Linked DNA regions of Hordeum vulgare: region 2 is linked to region 1. Evidence: chromatin contacts called from public Hi-C data. All regions are on one chromosome and are shown on one strand. Each heading gives the region's core, a stretch centred on a gene start, on an enhancer-like site or on the middle of the called end of the contact. The rest is flanking DNA. Distances are from core to core; before and after follow the strand shown.

The links. Hi-C and Micro-C count contacts between places; a contact is called where the count stands out from the background.
Region 2: a contact with region 1 is called in a Hi-C map of seedling, with 1.6 times the contacts expected there. The contact joins two enhancer-like sites. A contact is called at or near these places in 3 of 6 Hi-C or Micro-C datasets (leaf and seedling).

What each region holds. Positions count from the first base shown.
Region 1 is chr5H:54,148,291-54,154,818 of MorexV3_pseudomolecules_assembly, reverse strand. No RefSeq gene overlaps it. Among protein-coding and RNA genes, the nearest start is that of LOC123397892, 72 kb to the right of the region's middle. Within about 2 kb of position 2,903, at least 3 of the 3 cell types and tissues checked have open chromatin away from gene starts, as enhancers often do. A contact at or near this core is called in leaf and seedling, where this site is marked.
Region 2 is chr5H:54,230,656-54,237,183 of MorexV3_pseudomolecules_assembly, reverse strand. No RefSeq gene overlaps it. Among protein-coding and RNA genes, the nearest start is that of LOC123395592, 140 kb to the left of the region's middle. Within about 2 kb of position 2,988, at least 3 of the 3 cell types and tissues checked have open chromatin away from gene starts, as enhancers often do. A contact at or near this core is called in leaf and seedling, where this site is marked.

The sequences.
Region 1 (6,528 bases), core at 1,654-4,153:
TCAAATATATCTTGGTTGAAGTGTAGATCGAGGCCCTCTCCTTCATACTCTAGAAGATCAACATTTTTATGGCTAGGGAGAGAGATCGGGTGGAAATGAGATTCAGGGCATCAATGGAGCTTTGGGGATAAGAGGTGGGTCTTCTTGTGGAAGAAGTCATACTTTATATAGGGGGGAAAATATCCAAACGTTATATGCCCAACCCGTAGTAAAGTGGTACTAGCGCTCCTAGGAGCGGTACTACCGTTTAAGGCAGTAGTACCAGCCAAGCGCCAGTGAGACAACGTATTGGAGCGATATTGTCGTCAAAGCGGTGCTACCATCCATCCAAGCGGTACCACCACTTAGGATTGCTTGGCCTAGTGGAACTACGATACTGAAGTGCTCCCCGGAGCGGCATGAACTACCGTCGTAGTATCGTAAGTGCTGCAAAGGGCAAAAAAAAACATGCATGTGGTACTACCGGAAATACTAGCGAGTGGAAGTACCGCAACAAAAACCTCGTTCAGAAGTGGTACTAGAGCCGATAGTAGCGAGCGGAAGTACCAGAAAAAGCGGTACTACCGCTCGACTACCATTAATTAAGAATGGGCAATAAAGAGTTGCATCGAGGGGCATTTCCAAAGCAGTACCACCAGCGATAGTCGATTACAGAAGTACTAAGCGGTACTATCGTGGACTAGTGTAGTACTACCGCTTGGATGCTCCCAAAATTCCGAAGCAACAATGGTTGAATACTCCACGAAGTGGGAAGGGTATGTGGGTGCATATGTGGTTATGTATGTGTTGAATCCACCATACCTTTCCAAAGGGATCACATCTTTATAGTACAAATTTCGTATGACTCAAAGCAACCGAAAATAAACATCGAAAATCCGTCTTCGCTCTTTTTAGCACCAAGGGGAATAAACCGTCTTGTGTCATATAAATAAGAATATATGAAATGCTCATCAATCACCAAAACCATGAGCTCGAGAGAGAAATATGCTCTTTTAGGAGGGATCCCCTTCGAGATTGGATCTCTCCTCTTTTTCTGTTGAGTTTCTTCTCTGTTTCGGTTTTATTTTAGGGTGGAACACCATTTCTTAAATAGACAGAGATTCATAACTCCGATCGGACTAAAATATTAACACAATCTTTCCCTCATAATAGGCTTCCTTACGCCCAAAGGAGAGGTCAAACCGACCTACGGTTTGGCGACAATCCTGGGGCCCATGCCCTGGGGGTTGCACTTGTGTAGCCCAAGGGCCTCGTCTTGCATTGATTCTTGCACAAAAATCACATATATTCCACAAAAGTTTATCATAAATTGTTATCGTGTTTAGACCTTCGTAGATATGGATTTTATGCTAAACCAAAAACATGTAAAAAATAGAAACTGGCACTCGACACTGAATTAATAGGTTAGTCTAAAAAAAAATTGTTGCCAACGGTGTGCAAATTTGGTACGATGATGACATAAAAAAATCAAAAATTACAGATACGTCAGAGACGTATCAATGGGCAGGTGATACCTCAGAAAGACATCTTTCAGTATTTGGGATCAATGATGCAGAAGGATGGTGATATCGATCAAGATGTGAGCCATCGAATCAAAATCGGATGGATGAAGAGGATCCAAGCTTCTGACATTGTATGTGACAAAAGTGTCATAAAAGCTATAGAGCGGGTTATATAGGACGGCGATTGGATCCACGATGTTGTATGGCGTTGAAAGTTCCAACTAAAAGATGACATGTTGCACAATTAGGTGCCATGGAGATGCGCATGTTGAGATGGATGTGTGACCACACAAGAAAAGGATCGGGCCAGGAATGATGATATACGGGATACAGTTACTACTTCATCAATTGAATAGAAGCTTGTCCAACATTGTCTAAAATGATTAGGACATATTTAGCGCAGGCCTCTAGAAGCTCAAGTGCCTAGCGGGTGGCTAAAGTGTGCCGAGAATGCAAGAAAGATCAGTTGGACCGAACTTGATATGAAAGGAGTCCACAAATAGATATCTAAAGGACTAGAATATCACCAAAGAACTGACATGTCCAAGGCCATCGAATTATGAATTGATTGCATGACCTTATTTTACCTAATATTAAAGGGGCGATTGGTTCTCCATTCTTTTTCGTCAGCTGGTCTGTCCCGTACGCCTTGATTTTTATCTTTTGTGTTTAAATTGTGGTCCTTTTATTTAGGTCTCGAAAAAGGTTAAAAAAAACTGCATTATGCAGGACTCGGAGCCTCACGGTCGATTCGTTGGTGGTCAGGCCACGCTGGAGCGACCAGTAGGCTGGTGGAGCCCCGCGCAACGAAAAAACAAAGAAACGGCCAAAGGCGGAGGGGAGAGCCGGACCACAGGCATGGCATTGTTGCAAAGTTATCTTCCCTCTTCCTTGTGTCGGCTCGATGTGGTTGGAGCTACTCGGCCTCGACGCCTATGACCTCCACCACGGATCCGTCGACGTGCTCCACTGCCTACTTGCCAGCGCCGGTTTCCGCCTGCCCCCGCACATGGAAGTCGTCGATTTTGCGTCAAGGAGCAATGGAAAGCAGAAGTGGCAGCGAGACTCTGTGTGTTCTCCCTCCAGACGCAGGGGAGGACGGGCGCCGGCAGCAAGGCTCCATTAGTGCTCCCTGCATGACCAAGGGAAAAGAAAAAGCTGAGAGGCAGGTGAGGAGGAGAAAGGAGGGAGAAGGAGAGGCGTTGAAGCTCTGGTGAGGTGGGCGGGTGCTGAGCCCGTGAATGAAGGAGGAGACACTCGGTGGTTCCGTCGAGCGGCCTCGCGGCACCGGGACTCCCACCGGCAAGGGCCATCTTACCAACGCGGCGGCCCACCCGCACTATGGCTCACGTGAGCAAGGCGAGGGACTGTTTTAGGAGTTCTGCGTATCTGAAGAAGAAGGTGTGGGGGAGACGAAGATGAGGACGGGTGGCTGAAAAGATAACTAGATAAGGCTGGATGGAGGCGTGGACAAGAGTGCGGGGTGTCGTTGGAATAAATCTAACAGTAAAGGTGTAAGGTACGAAAGGAGAGGGCAGAGTCCTAGCTACGACAAGCTTGTACGTAAGATGTATGAGTTCAGGCCCCTCTCGTAGAGGTAACAACTCTATGTCTCAGTGCTCGGGAGCTCTTGCAGTGTCAAATGCGTGTTACAGGGGTGTGAACCCTTGTGCGAGAGGGGAGGGGTGGCTTATATAGAGTGTGCTACCCCTCATCAAGGCCCAGCATCTGAGGTTTCGATCAATGGAGTTTAAAGGTGTACGTTACTCATAACGTATGTACTTAATGTTATTTATGACGACCAGCCGAACGCTCGCCTGTTGGCCTCCCTGGAGTGGCTTCTGGTCTTCTGTGTTGACTGGCTTCTTTCGAGTGGAAGTTGGTTGTCGAGTGAAGGGAAAAATACTCCGATGATCTCTTACCGAGTGACTTATACGCTATGGATATCCAGTCGGAATCTTAATTGTGGCCTTCAAGTCTTTAATGAGGTACCCTTAGGTAGGACATCTAGGTCAGGCATGTGACCCTACCCTAGGTACATATCCCCATCATTAGCCCCCGAATGGATCGGTGTTTGAGTAAGGAAGGGGTCGATGGAGATTCTGTCGAGGCATACCGATCTTGAACGTACTTCCGAGCTTAATAGAATTGTGCGCCGACTGAAGTCTTCATCATTCACCCTGATCGATTCTGTTGTGAAGCACGTCCGAGTGAATTTAAGCATTGAGGTTGATCCGAGTGGCTAACGAGATCTTGAGATGTGACGGGTCACTTTGTCAGGTCCGGATTTCACGGAATTCGAAATTTTGGTTAGCGCACGCTGCGTGACGATCACACAATAACCAAGGCAAGTGGGACATGGATGCCTCGATTATCGCATCGCCCTTATCGCCACATATCGTGCCTCCTCTGTTATTGGGATAGACAGAGATCCAGCGGGTCCACCAGTCAGTGACTCACTCGGGCGGTTATAAATCTGGCCAACGTTAGGGTTGGAGCGACGCTTTTCTGTGACTCTCCCTTGCTTCCTCTCCACCTCTGCCTCGCAGGTGCTGCTTTGACATGCCTCCGCCGCCGCTGCAATGACGAAAGGCAAGACGAGCCAGCTCGAGTGCACCAACAAGGGCGGAAAGTCAAAGAAGCCAGGCAGCCGATCTGCACTACCACTAGGGTGGATCCAGGGAGATTTAACGTGCATGTACAAAAAATCTTAATAAAAAAGTGCTAGTGGAGTCCCGAGTAATTCAGTCGATATCGGGTTTGAAAGTAGGTAAACCTTTATACACGTCGTGTCGGCCAAACTTTTCGCCGGACGCACACAAATCACTCGATCCAACCGAATCACACGTGTGGCATATTCTACAGCGGGTCATCCCATGACCGCGCGCATATTGTTGCAGGCTATCCCATGGTTGTATGTCATCATCGCATTGCAAAAGTTCCACCACTTCGCACATTCGCCGTCGCCGACCATCCTCATAGTTTACGCGTCGTCCAACACCTCATGTGCTCCATCACGCACCCCGACTTCCCTAGAGCACCATCTTCTACTGCAACCGGCCTTGGATTTTGCTCGCACCAACTACGCGGCAAGGTACAACCGTGGAGGCGACCTCCACCGAGGGGACCAATGACAAAATGCTTCTAGGGGACAACCCCGTGATGTTGCAACCAACATTCCGGAAAACTATAACAATGCGACAAAAGAGCTTCAAACAACGACAACATATGCTGGAACCGGCCATTACCACAACTAAAAGTTTCAACCGGTGTCCGAGAAAGCTTCAACTAGCATAAAAAAGCTTCAACCGGCATCATAGAAATCTTCAAGTGACCACGAAAAAAGCTTTGATAGTTGATAATAAAGATTCAACTGTAGTTGGATTTTGCTACTAACGGCAAAGTTTTCTATTACATCCATCAGGCGGAGCTGTAACCTCGCGACGACGGCGGTAAGAGTTTGCTGCATCCGTTGTCTTTTTTGCTATGACTCGTGATGTTTTTTGTTACGTCCATTCAACGGCGGTAACTGACTAGGTGTCCGTCGTCGGTTCTTTGCATTATCACTGAATAATACCATCTCGCCTTCTTAGAATCAAAACCAACAATTTATATATGTCATAAACCAGCTTGTGAATCAATAAGCGGAGAATAAGAATGATGACGTAAAGAAAGGAATGAAGGAATATACTGCCCCTATAAGCACTAATTAAGTTGTGAACAATTACAGACGTGGACGGAAGACTACATTGATGGAACCAAAGAAAGTCATTGACACTTTAGAAAGGTAACAATGTCTCCCGTTGTAAAGCACAGTTATTTGTGCTAATGAATTTCAGTTGCAAGATATTATGGATTTCAGCTCTAGCGTACCAAATTTGTTTGGGGCAAAAAGCCTTCACAAAACTATTTGCACGCCTTGGACCAGCTATTCCGGCATATCTCCTTTTAAATGCATGTGCGACGTTATTTTCTACTTCCTCCATTCAAAATTACTTGTCGCAGAAATGAATAAAAGTACATGTATCTAGAATTAAAATGCATCTAGATGCATTCATTCCTATGAAAGTATTTCTGAACGAAAGAAGACTCGGGTAGGGATGTTGGTAAATGAGGTGGTTAACTTGATCCGTGGCGGAGTGACGGGGATGGACTTGCTTGAAAAGTTCCTTGGTCGGCGCATTCAGCCTCTTCAGGCGAGGGATCATGCTATGTGGCACTACTCGGGCCCTAAAGATTCCACTCGGTCGCATCCGGAGGAGGTTTCTGAAGAAACCGTGGCTCAGTGGGTTAAAAGCACCACCGGAGCGTGCGACAATCCATTAGGAGCCAAGCAGGTCTTTCCTTATTCTGCTTAAACAAGCCACGGAACTTGGTGCGTTATTTCTTTGTTGATTACTTTCATATGGTTGTCGAGTGACTGAATCTTCGGCCGACTGAATTTGCTGCTTTCACATCTTGTAGGAGTGTACAAACATGCATTCACCCGTGCCCAACGGGGCTCAGCTTGACGTCGGTGGGGAAAGTGAAGGTAGCAGCATTGACAGCGACTATGTTGAAGACAACGAGGGGAGTGAAGACGACTCGGTGAGAGTGAGGAAGAAAACCAGTCTCCTCCGCATCCCGAGTCTCGATTCAAGCATCGCCATGATCTAGTGGCTACCCCAAGCAAGACCTTAGTGTCCTCCACTAGGAACGTGAAGCATGACAGAGCTGCCGCAACTGAATCTGCAGAAAAAGCCGCCAAACAACCCAAGCGTGACGCTCCTAAGCCTCAAAAGGCTCTACCGTGAATGAGGATTGTCGTGCCAGTCACTTCAACGTGAGTGTCTATCTCTTTCTTTCTTTTGTCATTGTGAATTTTCATGCCTTTGACGACCGAGTGGAATTTACTTGCCAGAGCTGCTACCTCGGTGACGTTGCCTGCTGGAGATGAAGAAGATCCCATGGACTTGGATGTCGTGGACATGCCTACCTCCCAACGAGGTATGACAAGTCTTCATTATGCTCTGTTTTCTAGATGAAA
Region 2 (6,528 bases), core at 1,739-4,238, 82 kb before region 1:
TTTGAATTATCATCACATCCTTATTGCCTTCCCTCCAACACAAATGTGTTCATGTTTTGTATTGACCCTTGAGTTCCTTGCCATTCAACTTATTTTATGTTCTACCTTGGAGTATTATGATCTCTTACATCCAGAATGTTGTAAGAATTGTTGCACCTCTTAAGAATTCTTGATATAGTGTACTTCTCGCCATCACAATTCATTTCTTGGTCCCCGTGTTGCTCCTAACCAGAATACCGACAAGTAAACTCTGATGTGTGATTCCAATACTTCTAGCAACCCTATTGCTTTGAAGTTAATAACTGATTGTTTCATTCTTAGTGTGTCAGTTGTTGACTCACCATTTTAGCATTGGTCATGCTACTCTGTCCGTATTTACGGGTGCACCTTTTGGCCAATGTTTAATTGTTATTGTTCCCTCGAGCATACGTCATTATATCATTTGAGTTGACAAATGCCATCTCCTTGATCTTATAGTTTTGGAAATTCATCCCTATCAAAATCTTAAGGGATTATTGATGAGACCATCCGCCACAACCTAAACTTCTCCATGGTACGTGATGAAGCTTTTGAAGGCATTGTCATTGTGCCTAGCTCATGAACAATATGTTTGAGAGAAGAAGTGTTTTCCCAAAGTTCATGTGCATTCTTGCCACCGTGAATATGAGAAAGTTTTGTTTCACTTCCTCTGGGATCATTCAAAATCATTCACACATGTGCGAAGTGTTATATGTTTTGAAGATATGCTATGTTCACTTCATATAACTTTCCTAGCACCCCAAGACACTAACTGATTTGATCAAGGGAAAGAAGTTCCTCCATAAGAACTAATCCAGGCTTACACAAGAACCATGATATCCTCGATGATGGTTCCCAAATCAAAATCCGGTTGCATTTTGTTGTCAGAATTCCATGTGGGCACGAAGGCCTTGACATTGTGTTCATGTGTCTTATAATCCAGCTCATGATTCAAGACTTGCTTCTGTAGTTCATATCCTGAGAATCTTGCATCATCATCTTTTCTTCTCATGGATCCTAGGTCTGAGGTATCCTAGCACGAATCAGATGTGAATATCGGGCAGATATGATGGTTAGAGCTTTTCCCAATAGTCATAACTTTGGTCTTTACATAAACTGGTACGGTGCTGTCTTGTCCAACACACATGGCCGAATGACCTATTGTTATATTACCTTCCTTGGTAAGGTTATCCATTCTCCCGTGAGGAAATTGTATGACTTATTTTATAAGTTGTTCCTGATGGGTCCTTTGTGTACCCAAGGTCCGACCGTTACGTGATGACCATCTCGATGCTACCCCGAAGCACGGATGTGGTACTTCAAATTTCAACAGGAACATTGGAAGCGCAATGCTAAATTGTTCCTAATCAATTATCCAAATCGTATGGTATGGGTAAACATCATGATTCTCCTTGCCCTTTTATCAAAATGGTTATGTACTTGATGACCTATCATGTATACCATACTCTATTTTCCTTGAGAATGGTATACTCTAAATACTTGCGTGTGAACACATTTTCCTTTCTATTGGTTTGTTTAAACCTTCTTATAATCTAATTTATCCGAGCATTGATAATTCCTTTCTTAGGTAAAAAACCTCAATATACAACTCTATCAGTAAGACCCTTTTCTATTGTGGAAAACATTCCAGTAGCCACCGGTGGACGAGAACTTTGCCTATTAGTCCGCCTCGTTTCAACGAGCAGGAAAATGGTTCTATTCGTCCCCCCGCCCTTGGTACCGACGTTGTTGCAAACATATCTGACAGGCTATCCCCTAACATGTCTTGCTACCAAGACCGTACAAGATGTCACCTCTCTACCTACTCTTGGCCCGCATGATGGGCCGAAAACCCAAAGCTCCACACAATCGAAACCGGACTCTCCTGTACATCTTTGACTCCAAAGTATCCTTTGCACCTTGCTTCTTGTGAAATCCAGAGCCACCGTCCAATGGGACGATGTATTCTTGTATCAGACACAATACTTATTTCCGTTGCTCTAAATCCCCTTTCATATTTGTTTAGGCATCAAACGATTGCCTAATCGTTCTAAACTTTTGTACCATCACATATTATTCCCAATGAATTCTGTGAGTTTCAACTTGAGGAATAATTCATGTCTTCTTCCATGAGCTCGCCGTCAGATGCCTAACTTGTGTAGGTATGTTCTTCCAACATTTTCCCCTATTATCCCATTCGTAGGACGGTGAAGATCCTGAAGGGAGGACGGCGACTTCATTAGGATGACATGTTTTTTTGAAGAATTCAACAAAAAGGATAAATTTCTTCGAGAAGAGGGACCAAGATAAGAAGACTCATTAGAATTTTGTAATCAAACGTTTCCCCCTTACACCTACTTCTTAATTCTCGGGACGAGAATTTTTTTTAGTGGTGGAGAGTTGTGACATCCCCGAATTATGCTACAGTAACATGGTGATTAAGCTAATAATTTTTGGTAATCCAAGAATGATCACTTTTGGAATCAAACCCGCATTCAAATTACTTTTCAATTTAAATTCATTTCAAAGGTGGATTTAAAAGTGTTGCAAACATCAAATTAAAAATCATGGATGGGTTGCTAATAATCAACTCGTAATTATAAATTTTAACCAATATTTTTGTGATTAATTAAAGGCCTTAAAACAATTAAAACTGAGGCCAAACAATAATTCTAATGCCCTTTTTAAATCATATAGATCTCCAAACCCCTTTAAATAAATGTCAAACTTTTGTGACAGTGTCAAAAAATGTAATATAAATTATGGACCCAATGCCATAATTTTATAAAAGTGTTTTGTAGCTAAAATATAAACAAACATAAACAAATAAAATAAAATTTAGATAATAAGAAGAATAAAAGAAAAATAAACCTCCCCCGGGGCCTCGGCCCAGCTGGCCAGGCCAGCCTATCCACCCTTTCCCCCGGCCGGCCCATCCAGCCCCACCACACCGGCCCACACCAACCCCTCACCCCCAGCCTATATAAAGGGGCCTCACCCCTCAACCCTAACTTTTTCCCACTCCCTCCCCTCACCGTCCTCACCCAAGCGACGCCCTCTCCCTCCTGTGCGCCCGAGCGCTCCAGTGCCTGCCGGCCATGTCGGCCATGGCGCCGCCTCGACGCCGCTTCGACTAGTGGCCGCCCCGAGCCGCCCTTGCCGGCGCTAGCCGTCGGCCCCACCTTGCCCCACCTCAGCGGTCCTCTACTGCCACCACTGCCGACACCGACCACCATCGCACCACCTCCCCGACTCTTCCCCACCAATGGTTTCCCCCGCCTCGCCCCGGAGCAGTTTGCCACTCCCCTACAACGGCAGTGAGACCCGCCCCCTCCTCTCCTCTTCTTTCCCTCCGATGGCCCCCTCCCCTCAACGTGCAACCCCTCGCTCCGGCGAGCCCCCACCGACGAGAAACCCCGACTGTCACTCGCATCCCTCTCTCCCTCACTAGACCACGCCCATGCGCCCCCGCCTTGCTCGCCCCCTTGTCCCGCGCCCGCACTACGGCCCCGCTGCACCGCGCGCTCACCTTGACCGCGTTCCCCTCGTGCCGCTCGCACACACGTGGTGCTCGACCGGCCCCGCTCATCGCTGCTGCCGCTGGCAGCCCTCCGACCACCACACGCACATCGCCAGCCGCCTTCGTGTGCTCCCCGATGTTGGCCCCGTTGGCCCTGCCGGAAACCGCAGCCACTCGTCCCACGGCCGTCGGCACCACCACCGCCGTCGCCTTTCCGGCCACGGTGTCGTTGCCTTTTTCGGCTGCCCCTTTCGGCCCCGGGCCTCTCCCTGTCCACCATGGGGTCACCCCCAGTAAAACGCCTTAATTAATAAATTACTATAAAATGAATATAAAAATGAAAATGAAACAATAAGTAAATAATATTAAACGAGTTAATTATATAATTGTGTTTAATTAGTTGGCTTAATTAACCCTTGATTGATTTGTCTAATTAATGAAAGTAATTAGTTAAGTTAGTTATACCTAATCTAATTAATTAATTCTATTAACTGAATGTGAGTGTATGACATGTGTGTTCCCTTACTAATAAATCAATAGTTGGGTTTAATATACCCTCGTTAGGCGAGTCTGTATGACAATGGGGCTCACTGGTCAAATTGACGAGTCAACTGAGCTGTTGACTGACATCATGCTAATGTGATAATATCATTTTTATAATTAAATTAAATCTATTAATTCTAAAATATTAATAAAACCTTGATAATTTAATATAAAATAATCCGTAAGTGAGATGAAAATAATTTATAAATGAAAGTTGATCAGAAAAACGAGACGAATCCGGATACGCCGTTCGTTTGTCACGCGTCCCTATCATAGCGAATATGGAACTTTTCCATCCGTTTCGCTTGTCTGGTAGTAGCCAGAGACCCGGGAAATATCTCAGATATTTTCCCAATCCGTCTATGATGGGTAATACTACGTTAGCTCATGCCTAGCACTGCATATTGCCATGTCATGCATCGTGATGCATTTGTCTACTTTATATTTATTGTTTATCCCCCTCTTCTTACCGACAGACCCCGAGACTGACGCTGCTGCCAGGTACGACTATCCTCGTGACGACCAGCCCTTTGCCGCAGAGCAACAAGGCAAGCAAACCCCCCTTGATCATTCCTATGCTGCCTATTCTTTCTTCCTCATGCTTGCATTAGATTTTTCTACTGTTGTAGATAGCTCCTATTCTGATGCATAGCCCGTTCCTGATGAACTGCTACTTTATTCTACCGCACTTTAAACTACTTAGTATAGGTGGAGAAGTGATTCCCATTTACCCCCCCTAGTCCAGTTGCCCCTGCCTTTTTCATCAAGTCTCAATCATCTGATTGATGAGCCAAGACCCGTCACATCACTCACACCCCCTTAGTTGTACGACGATGCAAGGCTACTATCGAGTACGGAGGGTGACACCTCCATACGTACTCCTGATGTTAGCTCTATAGTGTAGTTGACCGGTCGTGATTCTCTGTAATGCCCCAAGAGTGTATCTTTCCCTTTTTGGAACCTTCTTTATGTGGGTCCAACTTGTCATTGACATGAGGTTATATGCATGTGATATTTCATGTGATGCTTCCCTTGTTTTATTCTCTTTTGCGTGCATGCATCCATGCCATCACATTCATCCTTGCCTTTGTATTGTTGTTCTTGTGTTCCATGAGTTGTGATGTGATGATGGTGTGTGTGTAATTGGACTTGAGTGGTGCAATTGCTAGTAGGAAACCATGTTGGTTTGCACTAGGGTTTTAGAAAACTCCCCCCTCTCTATTTCGTCGCAATGTCAAGTTTCACTTGATCCTTTCCTGTTTTAAAAATGTCCTTGATTTAATATATTTTGTGGTATTTGTGAGCAAGTGAAGTTGCTATTTTGATCCAAGTTTTAAAGGTGCAAAATATTTTTTTTGAGTGTAAGACAGTAGGATAAAATCCTACTGCATGTCTATATATTGCCAATAGTTACACATGTACATGATTGGAGGGGGGTGGAGTGGGTGAGGGGGGTGAGGTGGGCAGGGGAGGAGTTACATATTATGGGGTGTCAGCTAGGGTTGCAACGATGTTATCTATGGTTTGCACCTTGCTAGCAGGCACACGGTGTCTAAGATTGGAGAAGTCTAATACAAATCTACGTTGCCAGGCCCCCAGAGAGGGAGTTATTTGCTCAAAGCACTTGTTATTTTTTTCCTTCCATAGACTCCAGGCCGCCACTAGGAAAATCTCCATGAACATGTTCCTGGGGTGTTCTGTCCTCTGATGTTGCAGTATCTCCAGTCTATGTCGTCCATCTGACCATTTGATGTTTAGCATATCCCAACAACGTTGGCTAAAGCTGCACTCCAAAGGAGATGTTCAAGGGTTTCCTCCACATGTCGATCACATAGCATGCAGTTAAGAGTAGACCCGATGTTGTAATGTCTTCGTTTGAGCATATTCCTCGTGTTGAGCCTGTCCATCAGCCAGAACCATCCGAACACCTTGATCTTTGGGACACATTTTGTTTTCCATAGCCGGCTAAACGCTGCATGCATCGTAGCTCCTCTGAAATAGAACCGTTGATATGCCGCAATTGCAAAGGTGTCAGCTCCCCAGGAACATACCCAGTCATCTCCTCTAGGGTTTAGCCGCACATCTCTGATTTCATGTTGCATCACCTTGAGTTCTTCATGCGCTTGTTCCGACAGCGGCAATAAGAAGGCTTCCTGTAGTGAGCTTGTCCCCAAGAAGGTCTGAACCGAAACATCTTCAGTTCTAGCGAAGGAGAAGGCCCGGGGAAACTTTTTTGCATATACAGCATTGTTCCAGTCATCTTTCCAAAAGAGCGTCGAGAGGCCATCGTTAGCCCTGACTCGCGTTATCCCTCGGAACACCAGCATAAGTTTAGTTAGTTCTCGCCACCAAAAGGAGCCACATCGATCTCGCGCATGGGGTATTGCGTCACTGTAGTGCGTGTTCAAGATCAATGCTACCCATGGGATCTCTTTTCGGTTATAGAA